Linked DNA regions of Cricetulus griseus: region 1 is linked to region 2. Evidence: chromatin contacts called from public Hi-C data. All regions are on one chromosome and are shown on one strand. Each heading gives the region's core, a stretch centred on a gene start, on an enhancer-like site or on the middle of the called end of the contact. The rest is flanking DNA. Distances are from core to core; before and after follow the strand shown.

Region 1 (6,410 bases), core at 3,770-6,269, 350 kb after region 2:
AGGCAGGCAGATCTCTGTGAGTTCGAGGCCAGCCTGGTCTCCAGAGCGAGTGACAGGATAGGCTCCAAAGCTACACAGAGAAACCCTGTCTCAAAAAACAAACAAACAAACAAACAAAAGTAAGGGTGTCTCTACCCCACAGGCCTGCCGAAGTCATCACAGGAAATCTGCTAGTGGGCAAATCTGAGCCCAGAGGCTACACATCCTTCCCTGTCAAGAGGCTGTGAACCAAGAAATGGACGTCTTTTGTCAAGCCATCCCTGTCCCCATCATGCCTGCCCTACTCTGTTTCGTTCCAACCTCACTGCCCACTCCTCCTAGGTGTCCTTCAGTGTGCATTCTTCCCAGAGTCACCTAGGGCTATCCCTCAGATCCTACCTAGTCACTGATGATCTCTGATCACGACTTCAAATGCCATCTGACATACTTGCAGACTTTAAGCCCAGATCAGGCCTCTCCTGAACCCCAGACTCCCATGTCCAGCTACCTTCTGTACGTCTGCTTGTAGATGCCCTAACCTGCAATTACTGAAACTAAACCCTGCACCCCACCCAAGGAAACCGCCCCCCCTGTTCTTTAGAAATGGAAACTTATCTTTCCTGTCACTGTGGCCAAGGCTTAGGAGTACTCACTCCCTGTCTGAATGTTCTTGTCCTCATCTGGCAGTCAATCAAAATGCACCTAAGCTAAGCCCCTCCTCCTGCCGCCAGCAGAGTACCCCAGCAGCGGGGCTGTCAGATGCCACCCTCACCTTTCTAGCTTGTTTTAGAGCCAAAGCCAAATGGGAGACATCAAGCAGAGTGACGTTCAGTGACCTGGGACTCTTCGGAGCTTGGTCTTCTCAGTAGCCCTCTTGGCAGCCTCAGAGCCTCACCTGCACGAACACCCCACCCCTGACAAGTGTCTCAACCCCCGACCCCCAAGACATAAAACTTTTAGTTTCAAACTGAGTGGTGGCAGGACATGCCTTTAATCCCCACACTAGGAAGGCAAAGACAGGCAGATCTTAAGTTTGAGGCCAGCCTGGTCTACAGAGTGAAATCAACTTGGACAGTTTCTATTCAGACATCAGCCCAGTCCAGGAGAGGCTGACCCAGGATGCATAGGAATTGAGACAGAATCATGTCCTCAGTGACCTTTCAGGGAAAATCCCCCATTTACCATCTCATACACAATTGGGGAGTTGCATATGATTATAATTAGATGCATTGTGGGCAGGGACATCTATAGTAGATTAAATTATATATGACCAGTCAATCAAAACAAAAACACTTTTCAGAATATAGAAACCTTGTGGCCTGGCAGAGCCTGGTGCCAATTCCAGACTTACTAGGTAGGGACAGAAGGGTTAAGAGTTAGAGGCCAACCTCAGCTACTTAGCCAACTTCAGGCCAGCCTGGGCTACATGAAACCTCATTTAAAGAAAGTGGGGGTGAGCCTCGTATAGGTGCAAACAGCACTGGGTGTAAACCTAAGGGAGGAATGAGCAAGAGGGGCTGCGAGGGCGACTGCTATGCCACAGGACAGCTGGGCAGGTCACTAAGGGAGGGGTCCACAGGGAAGCCTGAGGGCCTCAAAGCTCCTGGCCTCCCTTGTCCTCATCACCACAAGGTCTGCATGCTGTTGGCAGTCTAGTCCCTGTGTTCCCAGACATGCCCTTTCCTGTCTGGTCCTTCAATCCCTGCACTGAAAGCAGTCGACTTAAATGGCTTCCTCCTGCCTATCTGCCTATTCATCTCTCCATCCTTCTGCTCTCCCTTCAGCATACACCCAATCCTCTTTTTAACATCCACAGTCCACTAGTCCCATATGAGCCGGCCCGTCAGCCATCCATGTACGGAACTCTCCACCCAGCTGTCTTGTCAAGGGTACTACAGCTGTGCTGAAACACATGACCAAGAAAAGGTTTGTTTCTCTCACACTTCCACATCACAGTTTTATCACTGAAAGCAGGTAGGGCAGGATCCTGGAGGCAGGAGCTGAGGCAGAGTCCATGAAGGGTGCTGCTTACTGGCTTGCTCAGCTTTTTTTCTTGGGGGGGGGGGGCGGGGGTTTCAAGACAGGGTTTCTCTGTGTAGCTTTGGAGCCTGTCCTGGCACTCCCTCTGGAGACCAGGCTGACGACGAACTCACAGAGATCTGCCTGCCTCTGCCTCCTGAGTGCTGGGATTAAAGGTGTGCACCACCAGCGCCCGGCTCAGCCTTTCTTATGGAACCCAGAACCACCAACCCAGGGACGGCACCACCCACAGTGGACTGGGCCCTCCCCCTTCAATCACTAATTAAGAAAATGCCCTACAGGCTTGCCCACAGCCTAATCTTATGGACACACTTTCTCAGTTGAGGGTCCCTCCTCTCAGATGACTCTAGCTTGTATCAAGAGGACATAAACTAGCCAGAACAACTGATCCCTTGCCTCTCCTGGCCTCCCACAGTGCCAAACCTCAGCTGCTCTCCCTGACCCCTTCACGCCTTCAAAACCAGAACCACCTGGGAGACCAAGCCCAGGTACCAGCACTGGGTATAACCTTGGCTGCCTCTGGAACACAGCTCCGTGGGTTGGCCCTGAGGAAACACTTCTCAGAAGATTTCGCCTCAACAATGCTGCTCTCTTCTTAATCTCCGCTAATTTCTCAGCTCCAGCATTATCCCTGTAACACAAAGGTTTTACTTTAATGGTTCTGCTCTCTCGCTAATCACAGCCTAGTCTTTAACTCAGCTGACCAGAACTGCAGATTCTTCTTTCTTTTTTGGGCTTTTCAAGACAGGGTTTCTCTGTGTAGCCCTGACTGTCCTGGAACTCACTCTGTAGACCAGGCTGGCCTTGAACTCAAGAGATCCACCTACCTCTGTCTCCAAGTGCTGGGATTAAAGGCGTGCGCCACCACACTCAGCTCACAGTGTTATTTAAAAATTTATAATGGCCCTAATATATGGGACTCTCAAACTTCCCTCCGGAACTTTATTGATAAGCCAGGCCTGCAGCATCTGCATTTCTCTTGACATTCTCATCTTCTAAGCTCCCAAAGAACAGCTCAACAAGCTTTGAACACTCAATGGCTTTTCTAGCCCAAAGTTCCAAAGTCCTTCCACAATCCTCCAAAAACACACAGTCAGGTTGTCACAGCAGTACCCCCTAATCCCAGTACCAATTTCTGTGTTAGGGTTATTATTGCTGTGATGAAACATCATGGCCATAGCACCTTGAGGAGAAAAGGATTTATTTAGTTCACACTTCCATCACTGTTCATCCCAGAAGGCAGGTAGAGCAAAAAAAGGGCACAAACCTGGAGGGAGGAGCTGATCAGAGGCCACGGAAGGTGCTGCTTCCTGGCTTGCTCCCAATGGCTTGTTCAGCCTGCTTTTTTATAGAACCTGGGACCACCAGCCCACACAGGTGGCCTTATCTAGACTGGGCTGGGCCCTCCCCCATTGATCACTAATTAAGAAAATTACCTACAGGCTTGCCTACAGCCTGGCCTTATGGAGGCATTTTCTCAGATAACTACCTAGTGTCAACTGACATAAAACTAGCCAGCACACTACAAGTGTACCAGCCTTTCAGAACACCCAGATGGAGTGGACCCAAAAGGGTGGCTGGAGCACCAGGGGAGGAGGCTGGCTGCCTGCTAACCACAGAGAAGCCACAGAGCTTCAACAAAAAAGCAGATCTTTATTTTAGAGATGCCCTGCAGCTGTGCTTAGGGAAAACGGGGATTCTACCCAGTCCCAATGGATACATCTTCGGAACATGCCCACAGGAACATGCTCCTGTTCCAGGAGGGCTGTCAGGGAGTGTGCTATGAGACTGGGTCTCCTTGGGAGATCGGAAGCTACACCCATAAAGTCTCACAGACAAAGAACCACAGGCAACTAAGAAATTCTGAGAGTGAGAGAAACTGTCTTCCCCAAGGCAGAGCACACCAACTGACTATCCAATACCGAATGGTCAGCCTTGAGAACATACGTACAAGTAACACAGACTGAGAAGTTATATTTAGGAATATATATGTACACACACATGCATATATATGTGTGTAACAACAACTAATGGGGAGGAGAAGCCATAAATTTGAAAGAGAGCAAGAGGGATATATGGGAGGGTTCGCAGGGAGGAACAGGAAGGGGGAAATGATGTAATTACATTATAATCTCAAAAATAAAAGAAATAATAAAGAAGAAAAGATTCCAGAAACAAAGGAGTGGCCCTGGGAGCAAGCCCAGGCCAGAGGGCTGTCCCTGCCAGATGATGGACAGCTCAGCAGGGGGCCTGTGTTATGCAATCGCAGGCAGGCCCCTGCCTCCCCCAGGGAGTGCCAGCCAGAAGCAGTCTTCTAGTTAGTGTGCACCTCTCCACCCTTGACCCACAGTTCCAGACGCCAAACAAGTGGCATTGGCAGGGTCCAGCCCGCAGGTCAAGCCTGGCTATGGGGAGCTGGGCCTCTGTTCATTTTCTCCAAGCCCGCAGAGGCTGGGACTGGGGCCCAGTGAAGTCACCGCCTGGGAAGCGGCACTGGCTCCCTGCCCACCCATGGAGGCTATATTTGGAGTAAGACAACTCCCTGCAGACACAGAGCTTGGGACCCACCCAGAGGAGCTGCCCTGACCAATTTGATCAAGCAGAGGGGTTGACACCCATCTCTTCATTTGTATCCATTCATCCTGCTCTCTTGCTCATTCAACAAAGGTTTATTGGCCCCTAGTATGAAGCAACCGGTACATTGGGCTGTATCTTGAGCATTCTTCCGTATGTGGCCATGTGGGTATTTGCATCTAAACAGGGGTGGCAGCACACACTCTTGGTGCCCTTCCTCTGAGTTGGCTGGCAGTGGTGACTCACAGTCAGGTGCACCCTGTCTGTATGTACCTGTGTACACATGCGGGCCGGCACGTGCTCCCCAGGGAATGATAATGACTCAGCTGCAGAGGGCATCTGGGTACCTGTGTGGATATGTCTATGGGTGCAGCCCTGAGAACAGGCTCTTGTTCCCTGGGGTTGTGACTCAACTGCACATGGTGACCCAGGAGCCCACAGGCCAGCTGTGCCTTTTCAGCTTCCAGCAACTTGCCAAGCCAAATAGACAGTGTTGGGTGTAAATATTCTCTCACAGAGTGCCTGGAATACTGTGAGGTCGGGTGACCTCAGGAAGCCAGAGAACTGTAGTAATTCTGACCCAACAGCAGTGGCCTCGGTGCCCAGACCTTGACTCCCTCAACCTTTCTGCTGGTGCCTCCTGGAGCCTCCAAGATAACGCTCTCCTGACCCCATGAGCACACATGGGGGCACCAGGCTCAGAGTCACACACACTGGGTTGTGTCCTTCAAACTGGCAGCACAGCCTGTGTTCCTGCCATACCCCAAAATCCCTCTGCTGCAGCCAACACAATCAACCAGCCCTTAGCATGCTGAGCAGGGACCAGCGCTGATCCCTGGGGCTCCCCACAGGCGGCTGTCCCATCTTCACCTCGATGCTCCATCTGTCGTCCCTGGCTGTCTCTGTCCTTATCTGTCCCCAGTCTATCTTTGTCTCTTCTCCCCGTCAGGCTGTCTACCACAGAGGCCTCACTAGAGCCGAGGTGCTGACAGAGAGGGGGTGTGGGGTGGACACTCGGTGTCCCTTTCTCAGCCTTATCAAGAAAACTGAAGTCATTGCTCAGGGGGCTCAGGCTGGAATTTCGCCCTAGATGACCTTGCTGGGTTTTGGGCCTCTGCAGAGACAGCTGGGGTCAGGGAGTCAGGAAACAGGCCCCTTCTCTCTGGCTGCTGACCCTCCCCCATCCCCAAGGCGCCTCCAGCCAAAACTCCAAGCTTGCTGGCTTGTTCCCAGAAGGCACTGTAAAGTAGGGCCAGGCACTAAGCTGTGGTTTCTGGACCAAGGATGCAATGGAGGGCCTCCTCAGCTAACAGGAGAAATGCTAAAAGCCTCAGGGACAGGGAGGCCAAATGACCCCATACCATACCTTAAGCCTGCCTGCACCATGGATGTGGGGGGAAGCTCTGGCATTGGGGTCCCCTCATTTGGTTTCTCTGGTCTCAGAGCCTGTGGCTCCCTGGGGTGACTGACTTCCTAAGCCTAACTTTTCACATCTGTAAAATGGGTAAACCATGCCAGCCCTTTGGGTTTGGAAGATATGATGAAATTAGGTGGGGTCTGGCTCCCAGCAGTGCTCAGAGTTGAGGCAGTCCCCACTGACAGGACCCTGAGATAACCAAGCATCATCAGCACCAGTCTTAACCCTCGGGCATGGTACATGGCTGCCACCTAGTGGTCACCTAGCAGAAGTGCATAGCAGCACTGAGGTCCCAGATCCAAAGGGCCTTGCTGACTGTCCCAGAAGGTGACATCACAAGTGCTTTTCTCTTTTCCCCACCTTGGGTTTCACATCATCTTGTAACAGTAGAAAGCTACAG
Region 2 (5,771 bases), core at 2,175-4,674:
AAGTGAGCACCTCCCACCTGTTTGCCCCTTATCCCCCTTTCTTCCCCCTTCTTCCTCCCCCCCCCCAGTTGGCCAACAACTACCCCTCCCTTTGTTCCCTTTCCCCAATAAATTCCAGGTGGGTTCTATTGAGTTTTGTGGTTTGTGTTTCATTGCCCCTTAGCTGAGCAAAATAACAAAAATCCTTGTTCAGTACTGGTAGGTAAAATCATTCAATCATTGTGGAAAACAGTTGGTGGGTCCTCAAAATTAAACAGAGAATTACCATATGTAATTCAGTACGGTCCAATGGTGCTACTCCAAAGGATATACCAAAAGAATTGCAAATCGATACTCATATACATGCTATGTATTGTCATGGTGCTGCTACCCATAAAGTAGAAACAATGCCCCAACCCACTAGCGGATAAGCAAAGCACAGTCCATAATACAGTGGCGTGTTATTGGATAGTAATGCAGAATGAAATACTGATACTCCAATATAATACAAAGAAGTGCTGGTGCTACAGCGGGAATAAAACTGGAAAACAGTATACCAAACAAGATTATCAAACACAAAAACTCACATACTTTACACTTATATGAAATATCCACCATAGGCAAACCCAAAGAGTCAGAAAGCAAGCTGGTTATTGCCAGGGCCTAGAAAGGAAAATGTAAATGTCTACTTAATGAATTTGGGGTGAAGAAAATGTTTTGAAACTAGACAGATGTTGTCATTGTCCAACAGTGAAATATATTAAATGCCACTGAAGTGTATATTTCACTTTATGTATAAGTTTTTTTGTTGTTTTTTGTTTTTCGAGGCAGGGTTTCTCTTCGGCTTTGGAGGTGGTCCTGGAACTAGATCTTGTAGACCAGGCTGGTCTCGAACTCATAGATATCCGCCTGCCTCTGCCTCCCGAGTTCTGGGATTAAAGGCATGTGCCACCACTGCTCAGCTGATAAGTCTTTTTTTTTTTTTTTTTTAAGATTCACTTATTTATTTACCGTATTCTGCCTGCGGGCCAGAAATGGGAGCCAGATCTCATTACAGATGGCTTTGAGCCACCATGTGGTTGCTGGGAATTGAACTTAGGTCCTCTGGAAGAACAGCCTGTGCTCTTAACCCCTGAGCATCTCTCCAGATAAGTTTTATCCCAATTATAAAAAAGATTTTTATTTCAGCCAGGTGGTTGTGGTGCACACCTTTAATCCCAGCACTTGGGAGGCAGAGACAGGTGGATCCCTGTGGGTTCAAGGCCAGTCTGCTCTACAGATCGAGTTCCAGAATAGGCTCCAAAGCTACAGAGAAACCCTGTCTCGAAAAACCAAAAAACCCAAACCAAACCAAACCAAAAAACAAACAAACAAAACCCAAACAGCAGCAGCAACAAAACCAAAAACTATTTTTATTTCATGTGTATGGATGTTTGCATGTTCTTGTGCCACATGTGTGCCTGTTGCTGGAGGAGGCCAGGGGAGGGTGTTGGATCCCATGCAACTAACTAGTTGTGAACTGTCATATGGATACTGGGAATCAAATCTGGTCCACTGGAAGAGCAGCATAGGGCTCTCAGCTGCTGAACCATCTCCCCAGTACCTTATCCCAAATTTCAAAAAGGTAAAATTTCAGAAAATCCCCCACAATAATCGTTTTCAAAATCGTACTAAGACAGAGTCCGTGGTGTCTTTCCCCTACCCGGTAGTTTCAGAGAGGGTTTTGTTACAACTCTTACATAGTAAGGAAGGACTTTTTTTTTCTTTTTTGTTTGAGACAGGGTTTCTCTGTATTGCTTTGGAGCCTGTCCTGGAACTCACTTTGTAGACCAAGCTGGCCTCGAATTCAGAGAGATCCGCCTGCCTCTGCCTCCCAAGTGCTAGGATTAAAGGCGTTTGCCACCAAAGCCCAGCTATGGAAGGACTTTGAACTTGGCTGTTCACCAGTGGAATGGGCTGTCTCTAGAGGAACTGAGAGTACTCTTTACTGAAAAAGTGGAGGAAGAGCTCCCAGGGAAGTTACTGGGAAATTTTCTCAGCGAGGTGTGGTGGGTGGTTTTGTTTGCTTTATTTTGAAAACCAACCTACTTTTCATCACTGTAGTTATGCAGGCTGACAAGTAGCAGTTTACAAAGGAGGTCCTGAGTTAAAGTATCCCTTCAGTTTCAATTCTTCTAGCATAGCCCAACCATCTCAGGCATGTGCTGAAAAAGTGTGGCCTTTCCCTGGGAATATAGTTTAATGGTACAAGGATTGCCTAGAATGTATGAGGCCCTAAATTCCCAGCATGGAAGCGGGAAGGGGGATGGATGCTGGCCCAGAAAAGGGAACGAATCAATCAGAGCAGCTGAGATGATGACCCTTTGAACTTGAGTTCACAGCTCCAGACACTAGCTTTCTGCTAGTCTACTGCAGACTAAGCACGTTAGCACTTACTATGTTCAATATGTTAAGGATCAAACCCTCGGTGAGTGATGTTCTCACAAAGATCATTTCTAAACCCCAGGTTCCGAAAACTTCAGCCTTAATTAGCACACATATTCTACTACTAAAATTTCATGATCATTAAAAAGTGATAAAGTAAACTCATCCAATTGTTGTGCCAGCCAAAATCGAAAACATCACTGGGGGGTATTTTTAAAAAACTCAATCGACGTGGATATTGTCTAGACTGGACTCAGAGCTCCATGAACTCATTCTTTTGAGTGTTTGCAGTAGAGCAAATTGGAAGGTAACACCTGTTTCAGCTACTAGAACCCTGAGACCCGCCGCCAAGGCAGTGAAAAGTCAAGCGGGCGGAGCTCCCCGGGAGAGACCGGCCCATTTTAAGGAGGATCCCGGGGATGCCCTGTTCCTAGGTGGAATACAACTCCCTCGGGCGCTCTGAGGAAAGCCCAAACTGGCCATTCCCGGCCCAGGCAGCCCTGAAACCATAGGCGCCTCTGAGGATTGCGCAAGTCTTTTCCTCCCCCGCCTGCTCGGTGGCATGTTTCTAAAATTCCCATCTGCACAACATAAACAGGAAACGTGCAGCAAAAAGCCTTGGCGGTGCAAATTCCAAGCTTCCAGCGAGGGCGGGAGAATCTCCTCCGTGCTGCCGGTGGTAACAAGCAGTAAAAAATGAGCAAACTTTGCAAGTGACCCCGCGCCCCTCCATTCGCTTTCCCCCAACTGCAAAAGGGAGAGAGAAGGCGGAAGGAAGGACCCCAGCTCCAAGAAAATAAATAAGAGGAAGGGGGTGTTGAGGCAGCAGCCCGGCTCTAAGCGCGCGGTCTCGGTGGCGGCGCGTGGCTAGGCCCCGCCCGACAGCCCACTTCCCGAGCCGCGGGTCCGAGAGGCCTCGGAGCGCCGCGTGGGCTCGCGAACGCCGGGAACCGGGTCGCCGAGCCCTCTCGGGTGGGGCGGGGGAGGGGCGGGCACGAGGCGCGGCGCAGGCGCAGTGCGCGCCTCGGTTGTCAAACATGGCTGAAGCGCTGCTGCTACCGCTACAGCCGCCGAAGGGAAAATGCTGAGCTCGCCCGGGCCTGGTGGGCGGCGGCGGCGAGGGCGGCGACGGGAACCCGCTTCCCGGGCGCGGCGGCGGCGGTCATGGCTCGGCTAGCCGACTACTTCATTGTGGTAGGCTACGACCACGAGAAGCCAGGTAAGGGTGTGGGGCGGGCGCCGCCCCCGGGCTTCGCCTCCGCCCCCGGCAGCCGTCCAGTGGGCTCGGTGGGGCCGGGCGTCGTGGTCGGGAGGCGGGGAGGCGGGAGGGCCGGGTCCCGCGGTGAAGGAGCGGAGGGTCGACTGGTGTGGGGCCTTCGCTGCGCGGTCGAGCCTGGCTGGCGGTGGGCGTGTGTGAGGGAACCGCGGGACGGCGGTCGCAGGGCTAGGCCACCGCGGTGCGGCCGGGCACTGGGGGGCTGGGCCGGTGGAGAGCCTGCCCGCGCGCCGCCACGCTCTTCGGTGGAGGCTGTTGGCACCCGGGACCGCGCCCTCGTGCCGGCGGGGTCGGGAGGGAGGGAGCACACTGTGCAAAGTTCCTAGGAATACACTTGTGCCCTGCATCCTGAATAAGAGTGACGCTGGGGGCAGTCCTCCCGGAGAGGAAGTCCAGAGAGTTCAGCGCTGCCTCCCGCCTGCCCTCTGGGGGGGCCTTGGACATCCTGGCCGAACGCCGGGTACTTGGAGAGGCCAAAGGATCCGTGCACTTGGAAATATTTCTAGGAAATTCTTTCAGGACGTATGTGCCGGCATTCCAGAACGAAATGATTCCCTTAAGTAAAGATAGCCAGCCAACCACTGCAGGTGCTGTCACTTAGCTTTCCTGTGTTTTGATTGTCCTCTTTAATTCGTCAGAGAAATCTTCACCAGGAACAATTTGGCGGATGCATTGCTTTTTATAATTTGATGGACTTGCACAACCAGGAATATACAGGGTTCACGCACGTTTAGTTTTGTGTTTGTATCTCTTTGTTGCTGTATATATAGATAAGCGGGATATACTAACGAGTTAAGCTGGGGAAGCTCTTTTCTTTCAGGGTAATTCCAGTCTCAAACTTGGAAGGAAGTTTAGATACCAGCTCTCCAGCCTCTTCCTTGTCTCAGGAGGCGCTTAGTTTGTGCTTTGTCCATGGTTAGTCCTCACAGCACCAGTGTACCATTGTTCTACCCACCTCTTATTCATCCCTAAGAATTTATTTTAGAGAAGGGATCCTTCAGTTCTTTTGTTTCTCACTACTCCCTGATTGAGGTCACTTACTAGAACTGCTTGCCTGGTAGGTGAGATAAAGGCTTTTACTGGGTGAGCCTGGAGACCTGAGTTCGATCTCTGAAGTCATGAATTCATGAAAAGGTGGAAGGCAAGAACTGATTGCGCAGAGTTGTCTTCTGACTTTCATAGGTGTGCCCTAATATGCGTGCCCCACCCCCTGTCATACACACACACACACACACACACACACACACACACACACACACACACGAAGCCCGAAGGCATTGGGCTCTATTTAGAGATTCTTCTGTCTACTCCAAACTGTCATGTCATTTCTTAGTAATTCTTTTAAATTATTTTTTTATTTTATTTTATGTGCATTGGTGTTTTGCCTGCATGTATCTCTGTGTGAGGGTGTCAGGTCCCCTGGAACTGGAGTTATAGACAGCTGTGAGTTGCCATGTGGGTGCTGGGAATTGAACCCAGGTCCTCTGGAAGAGCAGCCAGTGCTCTTAGCCCCCGAGCCATCTCTCTAGCCCCCTATTTCTTGGTAATTTTCAGTCTCCTGCAAGATGACATAGTCTGTATTATCCAGACTGACAGTGTGGAGAATCAGTTTTGTTTTTAACTTTGTTCAGTTTTTAGTACATTGCTGTTTCTCCCACAATAATTTATCTGCCTGTCTGTCTATCTGTTTTTTGAGACAGGGTCTTTTTACAGAGCTCTGACTCTCTGGGAACTCCCTATGTAGACCAGCTAACTTTGTACTCACAGGGATCCACCTGCCTCTCCCTCCACAGTGCTGGGATTAAAGCCTACACCTAGTGACCCCCCCCCCAGTTTTGAAACAGTAACAAGTTTGAAAAAAAATAGCAAGTATGGTACACAGTAGTTGGTGTTTTATGAGGAACATGCTGATATTATGCCCTGTCACTCAGAATGGTTTAATGTGAATTTTATACAAACAAGAACATTGTCCTATATAATGACAGTGCAGTTATCAAAATAGGACATTCACATTGACTCAGTATTTCACTTAGCTTTGGGTTTTGTGTCCTTATGCTGTTAATAACATAACTGGCAAAAGGAGTCAGTACAG

The links. A called contact is a pair of places that touch in the nucleus more often than the background predicts.
Region 1: a contact with region 2 is called in a Hi-C map of fibroblasts, with 5 times the contacts expected there. The contact joins the enhancer-like site here to the promoter of Sbf2 in region 2. A contact is called at or near these places in 6 of 8 Hi-C or Micro-C datasets (the CHK-Q cell line, the CHL-YN cell line, the CHO-K1 cell line and 2 more).

The regions. Positions count from the first base shown.
Region 1 is chr3:90,418,937-90,425,346 of CriGri-PICRH-1.0, forward strand. No RefSeq gene overlaps it. Among named protein-coding and RNA genes, the nearest start is that of Swap70, 67 kb to the right of the region's middle. Within about 2 kb of position 5,020, at least 2 of the 6 cell types and tissues checked have open chromatin away from gene starts, as enhancers often do. A contact at or near this core is called in fibroblasts, where this site is marked.
Region 2 is chr3:90,067,404-90,073,174 of CriGri-PICRH-1.0, forward strand. Sbf2 (myotubularin-related protein 13) reads left to right here and starts at 3,425. Exons shown (of 39, transcript XM_027410075.2): 1 at 3,425-3,622. The coding sequence starts at 3,568.